Regions from separate parts of the Mus musculus genome. Here all the other regions are linked to region 1. The links are chromatin contacts, called in public HiChIP or PLAC-seq and promoter capture Hi-C maps. All regions are on one chromosome and are shown on one strand. The core of a region is the stretch at or near the end of the contact, and the rest is flanking DNA. Distances in the headings are between cores, read along the strand shown. Region 1 holds the start of Cpsf4l (cleavage and polyadenylation specific factor 4-like). Region 2 holds the start of Gprc5c (G protein-coupled receptor, family C, group 5, member C). Region 3 holds the start of Kif19a (kinesin family member 19A).

Region 1 (4,605 bases), core at 651-3,150:
AATTGAACTCAGGACCTCTTGGAAGAGCAGCCAGTGCTCTTAACCTCTTGAGTCATCTCTCCAGCCCAGCTCATGCCTTTTAGCCCAGCGGAGACAGGCCAATTTACCTAGTGAGTTGGGGTTGGTCAGGGCTAAGTAGAGAAAGGCCTTGTCTCAAAAACAAAACAACAAAACAAAACAATCCAAACCTCTGAAGTGGCCTAGGACTCCTCCCCTCCTCCACCTCCCAGCCTACTGCCCACTGCACCCTTTCTTCTCTGAATGCTTGTTTTTGCTTGAGTCTTGGTCAGGCCCCTCTTCTGGACAAAGCCCCCCCCCCCCCCATCATCACCAGATTTTTCTCCTAACATACTCTCTGCCACCTTTCCTTGCCCTCATCCCTCCATCCAACCCGTATTCTGTCCAGTGTTGTTTCTGCCCCATAGCCTGAGTGTCCCTCCAGCCCCCCAAGCCCCCACCCATGGCAGTGACCTCCAGGACGTGGCTCTGCAGTGTGCCCTTGAGCTTTCCGCACCTTGGTTGCCCCCTCTGCCTTCTCTAGCAGACCCATGGGACTCTCAAATAATCCCAAGGTGACAGACCAAGGACCTAATCAATACCTAAGGATAGGGTCAAGAGATGCAAGAGCCTCTTCCCCAGGGACCCTTGATCTCCAGCCCTAGACAGCCATTCTGCCTACAGTCCCGGGTACAGGGTGATCCCAGGCTACTCTTACTCCAGCCCCACCCAGCTCCAAGGCCATTCCCAGCGCGGATCTATCTCTCCAGCTGCTGTCTTTTCAGATCTGGAGTTCAAAAGAACAACAGATCTAGGCATAACAGCCGCAGGAAACAAAGCTGGCAGGCTGGATCCTGTCGGCTCAGCCACAGGCCTGCAGCGCCAAGCTTACCTCTCCCCGCTGGGTCCCGGGGAGGAGATGTCTCTAGTTCTAGTTCCTAGGGCCTAAAAAGCCCACATGTCCTGGTAACAGTGGCTCCTGGAGAGGCCAGGCCACTTCAGGACCCAGGAGGGGGAAGGAAATAGCCTGGTTTAATTAGAGCTTTAAAAATGCTCCTAAGAAAGCCGATTCTGAGGTCCTCAGCCCTTCAGGGCAGGGTTGGCCTAATAATAATAAAACAACATTTGCATGGATATTTCATTTACAAAGCATTTTCTCCGGGTAAGGGAGGCTCTGGGGTGGCCCAGTGGATTCCTCGCTGGGAGGTCACCCCCAGCCTTGGGTCGGTTCCACCTCCTTCGGAGCTTACCATTGTGATTGCCTGCGGGGTAAACAAAGGGCCCTTCATGGAACTGTTTCCGATGCTTCTGGCCTGCATTCCTTTTGTCCCCCCCCACCCCCCTTCCAGGAAGAGCACGCTTGGGGTTTGTCATTCCGTCTAGAAAAGAGGCTCAGAGGGCCTGGTGGGAGGGAGAGTGGCTGGGACCTAGTGGAGGAACCTTTCCTCTGTCCCACACACCCTCTGACTACCCCCATCCCACTCCACCCAACACCTGGGCATCGCTGTATGCAGTAGGTTCGCATCAATGGGTAGTTATATCCCCACACATACAATGGGACACTGGTTTGGCAACGGCTCTGTTCTGTGATCGGCAGAGATAAGCAGGTGTGAGTCTTTGCCAATCCCTTCCCCAGCTGAGGATGGGGGTTGTGTGAACAGTGTGGGGGTGTGGGGCCCTGGAAGGCCTGCACCTGCATGGGTGGGTGGGAGGGCTGAGGCAGCCGAGGAGCCTCTGGGGGTACACTCAGCCAGAAAGTCACGTGCAGTCACCTGGCCCCTTGAAGGAAGAGGTGACCTGAGAGGGTGAGAAAGAGGGGCCAGCATCAGATAGGGCCTGGCCCCGTTAATTAGGATTAGGTGCGGATGGGCTATATAGGAGCCACCTGCGGGGGTTCTGGCATCTTGGCTCTTTCTGCTTTTCCGGCGGGAGACGGAAGATGGAGGAGGTCATTGCCGGGCTGCAAGGGTTCACGTTCGCCTTTGAGCTGGATGTGGAATCGCAGAAGGGCACTGGGCTACTGCCTTTCCAGGGCATGGACAGTGAGTGGCGATGCCTGTGTCCCCTGCTCAGGTCCTGGAGGTGCTGTGCGTCTCTCCCACACAGCTTCTGGGTATTCACTGCCCGGGATAGAAAGGCAGACTTCCGAGCTGCCAGAGCTCCCTGGGTGCCCCCGAAACCTTCCACCTCCTGCCTCAGAGGTGGGCTGAGTTTAAGTGGAATTTAGAGACTGGTTCTGGGCGGTGGGGGAAGGGTTTCGGAAGAGGGTACCCCGTTGACTCAGCCTCCACAGACGGAGACAAATGAGAACTGGTTTTGATGGTGGACTGGGGCCGCCAAGGGGCTGAGAGGCAGGCGGGAGGATTGTGGCGGTTCTGTCCAACCTGAACTACAGGGCGAGACAGTTGCATAAACAGACGGGCAAAGGAACAGGTAAACAACAAAACTCCAAAGCCCAGCCAGAGAGAGTAGTCGGGGCCCACGCAGCTCCAAGCCCGGAGGCTTAGGTGGGACTTGCCGCAAGGCTCCAGCTCTGGGAACGCCACCTTCTCCTCCGGTTTCTTTCTCCTCCAGAGTCCAGTTCAGCTGTGTGCAACTTCTTCGCTAAAGGGCTCTGTGTGAAAGGTGAGTGAGTCAGGCCTGGGCTGGGCCGGGACAGGAACGGCTGTGGGGACCATGCTGGGTTCAGCTGGGGACTAGGACGTAGTGTGAGCTTGGCTCCTGGACTAGATAGGATCCAGCCTCTGTCATGAGCAAGAAGGTAGCCAGCCATGTGTAGTTGGTACCACAGAAGTTGTGTTTTATTATGCTGAGGGTCACCACACAAGGCTCACACTCTCAATTCCTAACTACGGTCATATTATTATCTGCTCAAGGCTGCTCACCTGTGCGACGACATACCTTAGCTAGTTTATGACAGAAGTCTCTGATTTGAACCCCACCCTGGCTACTGGTCTTCTTTTCTGGATTGGAGGTCACTTTGAGGTTCCTCCAATAGCAACATACAGTGGTCTACATACCTAACCCCTAACAGTAGTGTTTCTAATTCACCCTGAAGCCCGGCTATGGACTCAGGTGAAGAGAGTCTTAAGGGGCCTGCCGTGGAGAGCCTTAATATTCGGTTCCTATAAGTCAGGAGGCTGGGGGTGGGGCAGAGAGGACCTGGAGCCCTTTCGGGATGATTGCATGAGAAGAAGAGGAGCTCACTGGCCATCCAGGCCCCGGGAAACCAGAACCTTCGAGGTCCATTACAGAGTGAGTGAGCCACAGCTCAAAGAGAAAGCTGCTACTGAGGAAAGCCAGAGCCCAAGGAATGGCCAGCCAGGAGTGTGTGTGTGTGTGTGTGTGTGTGTGTGAGACAGAGAGACAGACAGACAGACAGAGTCATGCAGGCAGGCCAGGGGGCATTCAAAGAGGATGTCCTTGTCACGCATGGAAACAAGCCTTGCTTAGACATAGCCCTCCCTTCCAGTGGCAGTGTCTGCTGAATAAAGATACCGAGGTGGTCAAATGTAATGTTTCTAGTGTGTGGCCACTGTTAGAGTCACCCATGTCATGCCTGTGTTGTCCTTAATATTTGAAGTCGTGAACTCACGCCAAGGAGGCCTGCAGTGCGTGGGTAGATCACTTGCCTAGCCTGCAGCAAGCTCATGATCTCCGGCTGGCGATGCAGGCCCGTAGTCTCCGCACTTCGAAGTTGGAGGCAGAAAGGTCAGAATTCCAAGCTCATTCTTGGAAACATAGTGAATTTGAGACCAGCCTGGGCTACTCGAGACCCTGTTTCAAAGACTGAGAGAGACGACTCAGCAGTTACAGGCATCTGCTTCTCTTGCAGAGGACCCTGGTTCAGTTCCCAGCACCCACCTGGCAGCTCACAACTGTCTGCAGTTATAGATCTGATGGCACTTCTGACCTCTGAGGGCTTCGGCACGCAAGCACGTACATACATACATACATACACACACACACACACAAACACACAAACACATAAGAATTTTTTTTTTTTTTTTTTTTTTTTTTTTTTTGGTTTTTTGAGACAGGGTTTCTCTGTGTAACCCTGGCTGTCCTGGAACTCACTCTGTAGACCAGGCTGGCCTCGAACTCAGAAATCCACCTGCCTCTGCCTCCCGAGTGCTGGGACTAAAGGCGTGCGCCACCACGCCCGGCTCATAAGATTTTTTTTTAAAGATTTATTATTTATTATATGTAAGTACACTGTAGCTGTCTTCAGACACTCCAGAAGAGGGAGTCAGATCTCGTTACGGATGGTTGTGAGCCACCATGTAGTTGCTGGGATTTGAACTCCGGACCTTTGGAAGAGCAGTCCGGTGCTCTTACCTGCTGAGCCATCTCACCAGCCCAAGATTTTTTTTTAATTCATAGATTTATTTATATGAGTACACTGTAGCTGTCTTCAGACACATCAGAAGAAGGCATCAGATCCCATTACATATGGTTGTGAGCCACTATGTGGTTGCTGGGAATTGAACTCAGGACCTCTGGAAGAGCAGTCAGTGCTCTTAACCGCTGAGCCATCTCTCCAGCTCTATTATTATTATTATTTAATAAGGAATAAACAAATCCAGAATATTTCCCTCCCTGTAAAAG
Region 2 (4,605 bases), core at 1,082-3,581, 1.1 Mb before region 1:
GACTCTACTTCAGATTATTTTCTGGACAAAAAGGCTTTTAAACTTCACCTCCCTAGAATCAATCCTACAACTATGTTTAATCACCTCAGCACTCAGCCTCTCCTCAGGGTCAAGATGACCCAGCCCCCGACTCTGGGCAGTGCAATCAAGGTCCAACATCCCCTCCCTCCTTCTCTCTGACTTCAGAGGGAGCAGAGAAGCCTGGGCAAGGCTGGGGGGCTGACGACCAGCCCTGGCCGGTTTTAAGCAGTTGCAGGTTAGGCAAAGTAGACCTTCCCCTTCCTACCTTTCTGAAAGAAGAACAACCCCTTCATCTCTCCATCTCCAATCAGCATCCAACACACACACACACACACACACACACACACACACACACACACTCACCACATCACCAAGGGAAAGAAGGCTATCTAGTAGGATCAAGGCTACAGAGTTTGACTCAAACCAAAGACCATGGCCACCTAGGGCCCCATTGGATGTAGGGACGGTTCAGCCAGGGGCACCACAGAGCATCCTTCTTCCTCCCTGGCTGCGTCCCCTCAGCAGCTGACCTGGAAAGCTGGGTGGACACTTGTCCAGCCTTCCCCCATCCTCTTATCCACCACTTCCTCCTTTCTGGACAAGTCAGTCCTATTGTCTCAGCCCTCTGGCCCTCTAAGCAGTAGGCTGGTCTACGAACCCGGTAAGAACGGACCTGGAGAGATGCTAAGGCACGGGAGGACCCACAGCCCGTTTACTGTCCTCCCTTTCACTGGACCAAAATACCCCAGCACGCCGAGTCTTAGATCTTCTAAGCAATCAAGGGTCTGCTCTCCGCTTGGAATGTGCCCCACCCCCATCGCCAGCAGCACTCCCTCCCAGCCACAGAACAGACCTTGTTGGGGGGATGGGGTTCTCCAGGAGCACAAAGCCACGCTTCTATATATTCTCGTGTCTGTACTTCAGAATCAAGATCGTGAAATCTTAAGGAATGATTTAGAACTTTGTAAGTGCAAACGTGTGGGCGCGAAGTAGAAACGGAAAGCGCTCTGGAAAAACCAGGGGTGAATAAGGGGTGGGACCCAGAACATAGGCCTCTACACGGAGAAGCGCCGTAGGCCTCTGAAATTCCAAACTTCCCGCGGAGAGATCCTGAGCCTTCACCTCCCTATTCCAACTGGACTGTGTCAACACTCTACGCCCCTGAAAGTTCGAACCGAAAGAGCAAAGGACCAGGCTCTCTGTCCCTAATCCCTCTGGTCACAGAAACCTGCCCTCCCCACGCACTGCCGCGAAATAAGGAAAGGAAGCCAACCTACAGTCACAGTCGACCGTAGCCTCCCACTACGAGAGTGGATAGAGGAACAGCTCTCCGACACTAAGATCCCTTGCGGAACACCCCCGGCCGCAGAACCTGGCTTCCCCGAGCCATTAAATCCCCAGCTGGCTCGGGTTTGGAAACTTTCTGCGAACTTGTAGAGTGGGTGCATCGTCACCCACCCCTTGGGTTTTCACCGGGGGCCTCGGCCCTCTCCCTTTCCCAGCCAGCTGGACCCAGCCCTTCCTGCGGGCCGATGGCTAGGGCGGAGCGCCGAGGCAGCAGCCCTTACCTGGGACGCGCAGCCAGCCCGCTCCGGCGCCGCGCTCAGAGCCAACTTCGGCCCCAGGCAGGGCGCCGGCGGGCGTAGGAGGGACTCAAAGCAGGGCGCGGGGCCAGAGCCCGTTCAGGCGGGGGGTGACCAGGCCTGAGCAAAGGTGCGGGGGCCTGCCTCCCAGGGACCCCCGACTGAGCACTGAGCTAAGCGCGCTCAGTGGCTCGCTCTCCCGCCCGCCTCCCCAGGCACAGTGCTCCCCTCTCTCGGCCAGGGTGGGCCGGGCTGCATCACCGTGACATCACCTCCATTCCCGGCGCTCCTCCGGGGCCAGCAGCGCTCCAGGTACGAGCAATCCTAATCCCCAGTAACAAAGCGCGCCCGGCCCTGCCCCCTCCGACTCACCTCCAGGCTCGGCCGACGCGCACTTTCGGGTTGGGAAAGGCGATCGGAGTTTCTGGCCAAACTGACTAGTGGGTTGTTGCTGTTTACTGCCACGCCCCCGCACGCGGGCGCGCGCGCACTTGCGCGTACTCACTTTCTGGATTCGCCTTTCTCTCCCGAAAGAGGTTCGGGGTGCAGCTCAGTACACCCCTAGGCTGCATCTCCCAGCGATCGCACGCACCCACAGACTCACGGTGGCCACCTTGGCGCGTCTACCCGTGACAGACACCCAACCTTTGTCACTTTCGTCCTGGCTTTCCCATGAGACACATGCCTGGCACAGTTCGCTGCTCCGGGCTGGAGCGAGGAACACACTAGGACACAAAGTCCGTCTTTGTCACGGCTCCGCGCCCCCTCCCCTAGCGAGCTTGCACACGTGGACACAGCGCACACGGAGCGTCCTCCTCTTTCGTGCGTGATCCTTCCCGAAGAGCCCAGTCTCCAAGATCACGAGGGAATGTCACGGCGCACGTCCCTAAATCTGTGGACTGAGTCCAGAACCCCTGCGGGCTGTTGGCCGGAGTCTTTGTCGGCCTGACTACCCCACGCCCGAGTTTCTTACAACGCGGGCTCCCCTCCCCGCGTCCCGGTTCCCTGTGGTGACCTGTCCTAATTAGCCTCTCAGTTTTGTTCCCGAGGTAGTGTTTAACAGGATCCCTGTGGTCTGTGCGCTCCTGGCCACGTTGTTGCTGACTCTAAGTCCAGCCTCTCCCGAAGTCTGAAGACCTTTCCACGAATTCAGATTCCCCTGAACCACACCCCCACTCCCTGCCCGGGCGGATCCACCCTTTCTCCTCCAGCCCCGGGAATCTGCTGAAAAGAAACCGCAGAAATAGGGAAGCGAATCCCAGCTGAGGCCTATCTGGCCCAGTAAACAAGAGATTTTTTTCTTTCCGGCCACTTTCTCTGGGGACCTGGGATCCCGCGGGAGTGAGTTGTGCTGTCTTTGGAGCACTGAGTGGGTCTGGTTGCATTGCGCTGTATCCCCGTAGGGGACAAGTCGCAAGAGCAAGGGAGAGGTTGTTGGGCCTGACAGGGGCCTTGGGGACTCTGGGGGAGGGCAGGGAGTCGGGTCTCAGGGTGCGGGTTCTCGCGACGCCGAGTTGCCTGGGGGATCGCCAGGAGCGCGGTCGGAGCCAGCCGGTGGCTGGGCAGGCTGCAGGGCGTGTTTGCTCAATCCTGGGCTCCCGCGAGGAGGGGGGGGGGGCGGGGGGGCGGGAGGGGGGAGGCAGCTGGTCACAGGCGAGGGGATAGCCAGGTGGAGGAGGTCAGGGAGCTAGTGACCCGTACCTCCCCGACTGGCTGTGTGTTTGAGTACCTCCATCTATGACAACCTGGAGTCTAAACTCAATGAATCACCCGGAGTTGCCGGAGCGATAAAACCTTCGGCCGGTTCCTCCTCACCGCTCTGTTCTTTTCTGACTCTAGGAGGAATGTTTATTTAAGGGGGGTGTGGGGGGGAGAAGCCTGTGGGGCCCAGACTTTCTAGAACCCTGAATCCTTTCCTGTGCCCTGTAGTTTCTGTCAGGTCTGGGGAATGTGGCAAAGCTCGAACTATTTCAGTGGGTGGCTGCTGTGGGGGTACCCGCTCCCATTCCTAAATCCACCTCCCAACCCAAGGTTAGAGATCTAAGGCTCAGGTGTCAAGGCTTGAATGGAGCAGGCAGTTAGTGCCCACGCTAGCTAGAAAGGCAAACAGACTGGTTAGACCTAAGTGAACGGTGAAAGTCTCCCTGGCCTCTGCCTGGTTTTCATTAACTAGGTGACCAATGCCTAACTCTGCTGAGGGCTTTTTGGCATCTGTGAAAAGCCAGCTTGGGGGGGGGGGGGGCTGGGGGGGTGAGTGTCAAGACCCTGCAAAGGATCTCAATTTTCTGTCTTCTCTTTTCCCTACAGTCTCCAAAACTATATGACTGGTTTGCCCTGCTTGGCTCACACCTGTAGCTCTAGCCCTTGGGGAGAAGAGGCAGGCTGGACTACATAAGATTCTGTCTCCAAACAAAACCACACTCTTAGCCCCTGCTTCCCACCGGGCAGGGTTATCTATCCGGCCTGGTCACACACTGAGAGTCACTTAAAAGGGACTGTCCCACTGGGGCTGAGCCCTGCCCTCAGCTAGCCTTGTGAGGCAGCTGGTCTTAGAAAGGAGGCCAGTATCTGAGAACTCTTAGCTCTTCCCTGTTCTCTAAGGCCCCCTTCTTGTAACAAAATCTGCCTTCAAAGGACAAAGCAAGTCCCTGGGGCAGATGGCTCCCACCTCTGCTTCTCCCAGATCCCTGCTCTGCTCTGCTTAGGTCTTTGGAGAAAGAGTTGGGGACCAACAGAGGAACGTTCTATGGACCTTCTCTGACTCCAGCCACAGGAACATCTATGATCCCTAGTGCCTCTCACCCTGATTGAACCCAACATTGCTCTAGCTGCTCTGTATACTTGAGTTCCCGCTGAAAGGCAGGCTGACACCATCTTTGCTCACTTGGCCCATCTTTGAGCTGCCAGAGCCCTCGTTCCTGGAGTCTTAGAAGTGCCACCCACTAGCTGTGTGACAGATCAAGTCATTCCACCCCTCTGAATCCCCTTTCTTTCCTCTTCT
Region 3 (4,605 bases), core at 1,570-4,069, 1.1 Mb before region 1:
CAGCTAGCTCAGTCTGGGAGTTCCCAGTCTCTGCCTTCCAAGGCTGGAGTTACAGGTAGGCCAATACACTCACAAACATTTTATAGCATTATGGGGGTTCCAGAGATCACACCCCAGGCCTCATGCCCATGAGGCAAATGTTTTAGCCACTGAGATATCTCTGTCACCATCTCTTAAGGGAGCCTAGGCTCAAGACCCTTATTTACTCTCTGAACAACAGACTCTGTTTTTCTAGTCCTTCTAGGCTGCACATTCTTTTTTTTTTTTTTAAAGATTTATTTATTTATTACATGTAAGTACACTGTAGCTGTCTTCAGACACACCAGAAGAGGGCGTCAGATCTCGTTACAGATGGTTGTGAGCCACCATGTGGTTGCTGGGATTTGAACTTCAGACCTTCGGAAGAGCAGTCGGGTGCTCTTACCCACTGAGCCATCTCACCAGCCCGGAGCTGCACATTCTTATATCTGTTTTAATTCTTTGATCAATGCCTTCTTCTCTCCCCACAGTAAACTCCAGCAACAGAGGGAGCATGGGGCTTTTCATGTTGGAGTGTTTTTTCTAATTTTTAGCACAGCTTCCAGCATGTTCTAGGTTCGTTATGAATAATTATTATCTCAGATGCCCTCTCTCACCATGCTGATGTGAAGACCAAGAGAGTAGACAGTGAAGAGCTCTGCCAAACTTGCCTGCTCTAGTGGTGGGTTTCTGCTAGACCAGCTAAATATGTGCTCTGTGGATAGCTGGCTGTCATATGGGGATGTTGACAGCATGTGGATCAAAATGTATCTTATGGTCTGGGCTCACCCAGGCTCCAAAAGCTCATAGCTTTTCCTGGTCTGCTCTAGGAAGTCTTCCTGAGAGAAGAAAGCCTCTTTCTTGGTGATGCTGTGGAGAGCCCGCCCAGGTGTGTATGCAGAGCAAGGTGAGCCAGCCTCCACCCTGCAGCTCCTGGTTGCAGCCCCAAGTACCTGCTCGTCCATCTTGTGAGCGATGAGGGTAGCTCCCTCCTCCAGCTCAGCCACGCTGATGGGCCGGACCCTAAGTGCCACCTGGGAGGAAGACCAGAACCCTGGGTTAAGAGGACCATACGTAGCCATGGAGGGAGGGATGACAAGGTCTTTGAATTCCTTTCCCAACAGGGTTGTGTTCTCCAGCATCCAACCATCTGCATCTCCTTGGTCCTGAAGAACATTGTGGGTCTAGGGCATTGCCTGAGCCAGAGGGCAGCTGGTCCACAGGGTGTCTGGATGAGTCTGAGTGTCTCTTTTCAAAAGTCTGTATACCTCAGGGGGAGCCCCCAGGGGATGAACTGTCTACACAGGCTGCTTCAGTCACATGCCCAAATTAAACACTTGCCACTCCCTTGGGCTGAAATCCGGAGCCTTGGGGACCAGAGCCACGTGTCTGTATCTGAGAGTGAGGTACTGTTGGGAAGGGGGGGGGGGGTTGTGGACAGAATGGTGTAGAAATGAGGATAGGATGAGAATCTTCCCCTTTGTCCTTCCAGCAACTTGTGGCTGCATCCTAACACTCCCAGGAAGTGTTACCAAGGGCTTCTCTGTTCTCTATTTCCTGGCCACTTAGAGATAGATATGTCTCCCTCCAAAATAAAACCAGAGTCAGGGATTGGGGAGAATTTCTTCTGCTGAGCAAAAGGAGGTGCCTGGATACTGAGTGGACCTCAAGGACCCTCAGTTCCTTTCATCCACACAGACTGTCCTATTGCCTTTATCAGCCTCCTCCCTGGATACGCCTCCTTGGTGAAAGGAGGGTCTTTGTCCCTGCCCTAATGACAATGAATATTCTTGGAGCAAACTCTTTCAAAGAGGCCATTCTCACTGTCAGAGAGGGTGCCACCGAGTCTGGAACTGGCTCCTAGGGCTGAATCCAAGCTTCCCTGTGCAGAAACAGGTTCTCGGGCATTTCGGTAGTGATGCTCTGCCTGCTGGGGCAGAAGGACCATTTCCACAGATCATAGGTTAAGGCTAGGGACTGGGAAGAAGGCTGTGAAAGAGAGAGGAGAGATCTCCACCTATCCTACAACCTGAGTAGCACCAAGGCTTCTCTTTGTGGCTCCAGCTTCCACCACGGATAGTCAAGAATCTCTCTTTGGTCTCTACCTACCCTTACTCCTTCCCATGTGGCTATTCTTCCCAGGCCAGTAGACCCTGGGACTATCCAGGTGGCTTCTAGCATTTCTCTGAAGTATCTGGAGTCCTGATTTGGACAGAGCCTGAGGCACAGCCCATAACTAACTGCTCCTCAGACTTGGTGCTGGCTCCCCCTATTTCGGGGGCTTTTGTCTTTCTATCTGTGGCTCCATCTTCCTTTAAAGCAAGACCTGGCTGGGTTTAAGCCCTCTGATTCGCTAGAGAATCCCAGCTTCCTTCTCAGGCAATAGTTGAGACCTCTCTTGGGTCTTGACCTCTGAGTCTTGGCCCAAAGAAGGCTGAACTTGGGCAGGGGAAGTGGGGTGCTAACTTCCTAACCCCAGGAAGTGCCACCATCCCTTCTGGCCACTGAGAACTTGGGTAGTTGTTCTGCACAGTCCCAGACTCCCATCTCTTGCTCTCAGTGGTCACTATGTTTGAGGCTGTCAAGTCTCAGGTTTGGTGGAGGGGAACCAAGCAGGAGCTTGATAAGGGGTCTCACCATGAGTTGCTGGTCCTTTGAGTCACCGCTGTCCTTCATGATTGCGGTAGGTAAAGAGCCTCAGGCCGCGACAGCTGGCATGGCTGAGACGCACCTCCACTATGGTCACCTCCTCGGATCGCTCTTCCGCCTCCGCTGCTGCCTGACAACCCGAAACCAACAACGCGCCTGCCGCCCGAGCGCTGACCAGGAGGCGGGGCCAGGAGGGCCTGGCCGGCTCCGCCCCGCCCCCTGTGCTGCCCCGCCCCCTATGCTCGCTCCGCCTTCTGCGCTCTGCCCCCTGAACTTTGGTGAGCAGGACGCCTCCACGCAGGACACCCCCGGCCCCCTTGCGCTTCTGTTGCAGCTATTGCTGCTTGTCCCGAGGTTTTCTGTCAGTACGAGTGGTCACCGGTCTGAGCGTCTCGACCTCCTCCCGGCCTAGCGGCGTCCGTTTGGTGGCCCCTCCGCACACACCCGTGCCCAGGCTCGAGGCTCCTGGCTGTGTCTTCTGCGCTCCCGACACCGGCCTGGCACGCGACTAGCTGGGCAGAAGCAACCTTGCCTGTGGCTACGATCTTCTGCTGCTCGCTTGACTGTTACTGGGCGTCTCCAGGGCGCGCCTAGCAGCCTCAAGTTTCCAGGAGTAATGCTGGCTTCGCAGCGGTGGAGGCCAGTGCCTAGGGTGTGGGTAGCTGCACCCATTGTCCAGAGGAAGAGAGGATGAGGGAGTGAGAAGGTGGGTGAAAAGCTGGCCTGCACCCTTTTGGCACCTGGCTAAGTAAAGTGTATAGACACACTAGCAAACCAAGCCTGAAGTCAGAATGAATGGATTTGGCCTGCCTGCCAGAGTAGCACCACCCAGGAGAGTCCACCTGTCCCCTCAGGTTGCATTTGGCCTAGGTTAGCTATGGATGTGGCTCGACACAAAATCATAAGCTTACTTAAAATAATCCGAGGGTCCGCCAGATGGCTTGCCCTGTCAGGGAGCTTGCAAGCTCACTACCTGAGTTCAGTTCCTGAGACCCACATGTGTAAAAGGCCAGACCTGACACCCAAATGTTGTCCTCTGATCACCACATGGACTCCCTAGTACATGTGCATAATATATAAATGTAAATTTTTTAAAGTATGAATGGGGGCGGCAATGCTGGAGAGACAGTTCATGAGGTACTCTCTCTCTCTCTCTCTCTCTCTCTCTCACACACACACACACACATCATTAAAAATAACTCTTTTATGACAAGTTTCTTGAATTTTTTTTTAAGACAGTTTTTTCTCTGTGTAGCCCTGGCTGTTCTGAAAGACCATCCTGGCTTCCAACTCACAAGATCCCCCTGACTCTGTCTCCCAAGTGCTGGGATTAAAGGCCTGTGCTACCGTCCCCTGGCTTTTTTGTTTGTTTGTTTTTTCTGGGTTGGGGGAGTTTCTTGAAAATTAAACAAACAAACAAACAAACAAACAAACAAAACCAAAAGTGGGTTACACAGTTCTCCATTGTGAATTTCGCAGGTGAGATCACTTTGCGATGTAAAAAAGCCGGACAGGAGGCCAGGTGGCCAGGTGGAACAATGGATACACAGTTGCAATTTCCATTCTTGGTAACAGTAACAACAATTACACACTCAGGGAGCCCAGTGGAAATTTTCCTCGTCTCAGGAGGCCTGGGCAAAACAGGATTCTAGTCCTAGCTCTGCCTTAAACCTGCCTAGCCACTGAGAGCCTGGTTTTCCTGTCCTGTCTGCCTGTCACCTGGATGGTGTTGGAACTCTTCCTGAATGTAGTGATCTGTCCTTTGCATTGTCTGTCCCACTGAAGCTGAGAGCCCAGAGCTCTTGCACAGACCAGAGAAGGAGACTCCATGGGGTTAGAATCCAGGAAAGACGCTGGAAAAGCAAGTACCCACATCCCTTAAGGCTGTCTCAGACACCTGGCAGGTCCCCAGAGATAGAGCCCAATGTCAGCCTGTGC

What was found. Promoter capture Hi-C pulls out the DNA fragments that hold promoters and counts their contacts. HiChIP or PLAC-seq counts read pairs in DNA pulled down with a chosen protein or histone mark.
Region 2: a FOXA1 HiChIP or PLAC-seq map of pancreatic cancer cells shows a contact between it and region 1. The contact joins the promoter of Gprc5c here to the promoter of Cpsf4l in region 1. A contact is called at or near these places in 1 of 39 promoter capture datasets (liver) and 1 of 115 datasets of contacts at active chromatin or transcription factors (pancreatic cancer cells).
Region 3: a contact with region 1 is called in a promoter capture Hi-C map of hippocampal neurons, with 5 times the contacts expected there. The contact joins the promoter of Kif19a here to the promoter of Cpsf4l in region 1.

What each region holds. Positions count from the first base shown.
Region 1 is chr11:113,706,821-113,711,425 of GRCm38.p6, reverse strand. Cpsf4l (cleavage and polyadenylation specific factor 4-like) reads left to right here and starts at 1,900. Exons shown (of 8, transcript NM_026682.2): 1 at 1,900-2,039; 2 at 2,572-2,622. The coding sequence starts at 1,937.
Region 2 is chr11:114,849,258-114,853,862 of GRCm38.p6, reverse strand. It overlaps Gprc5c (G protein-coupled receptor, family C, group 5, member C), which reads right to left and starts at 2,331. Exons shown (of 5, transcript NM_001110337.1): 1 at 1,977-2,331.
Region 3 is chr11:114,763,603-114,768,207 of GRCm38.p6, reverse strand. Kif19a (kinesin family member 19A) reads right to left here and starts at 2,819. Exons shown (of 20, transcript NM_001102615.1): 1 at 2,656-2,819; 2 at 972-1,052. The coding sequence starts at 2,694.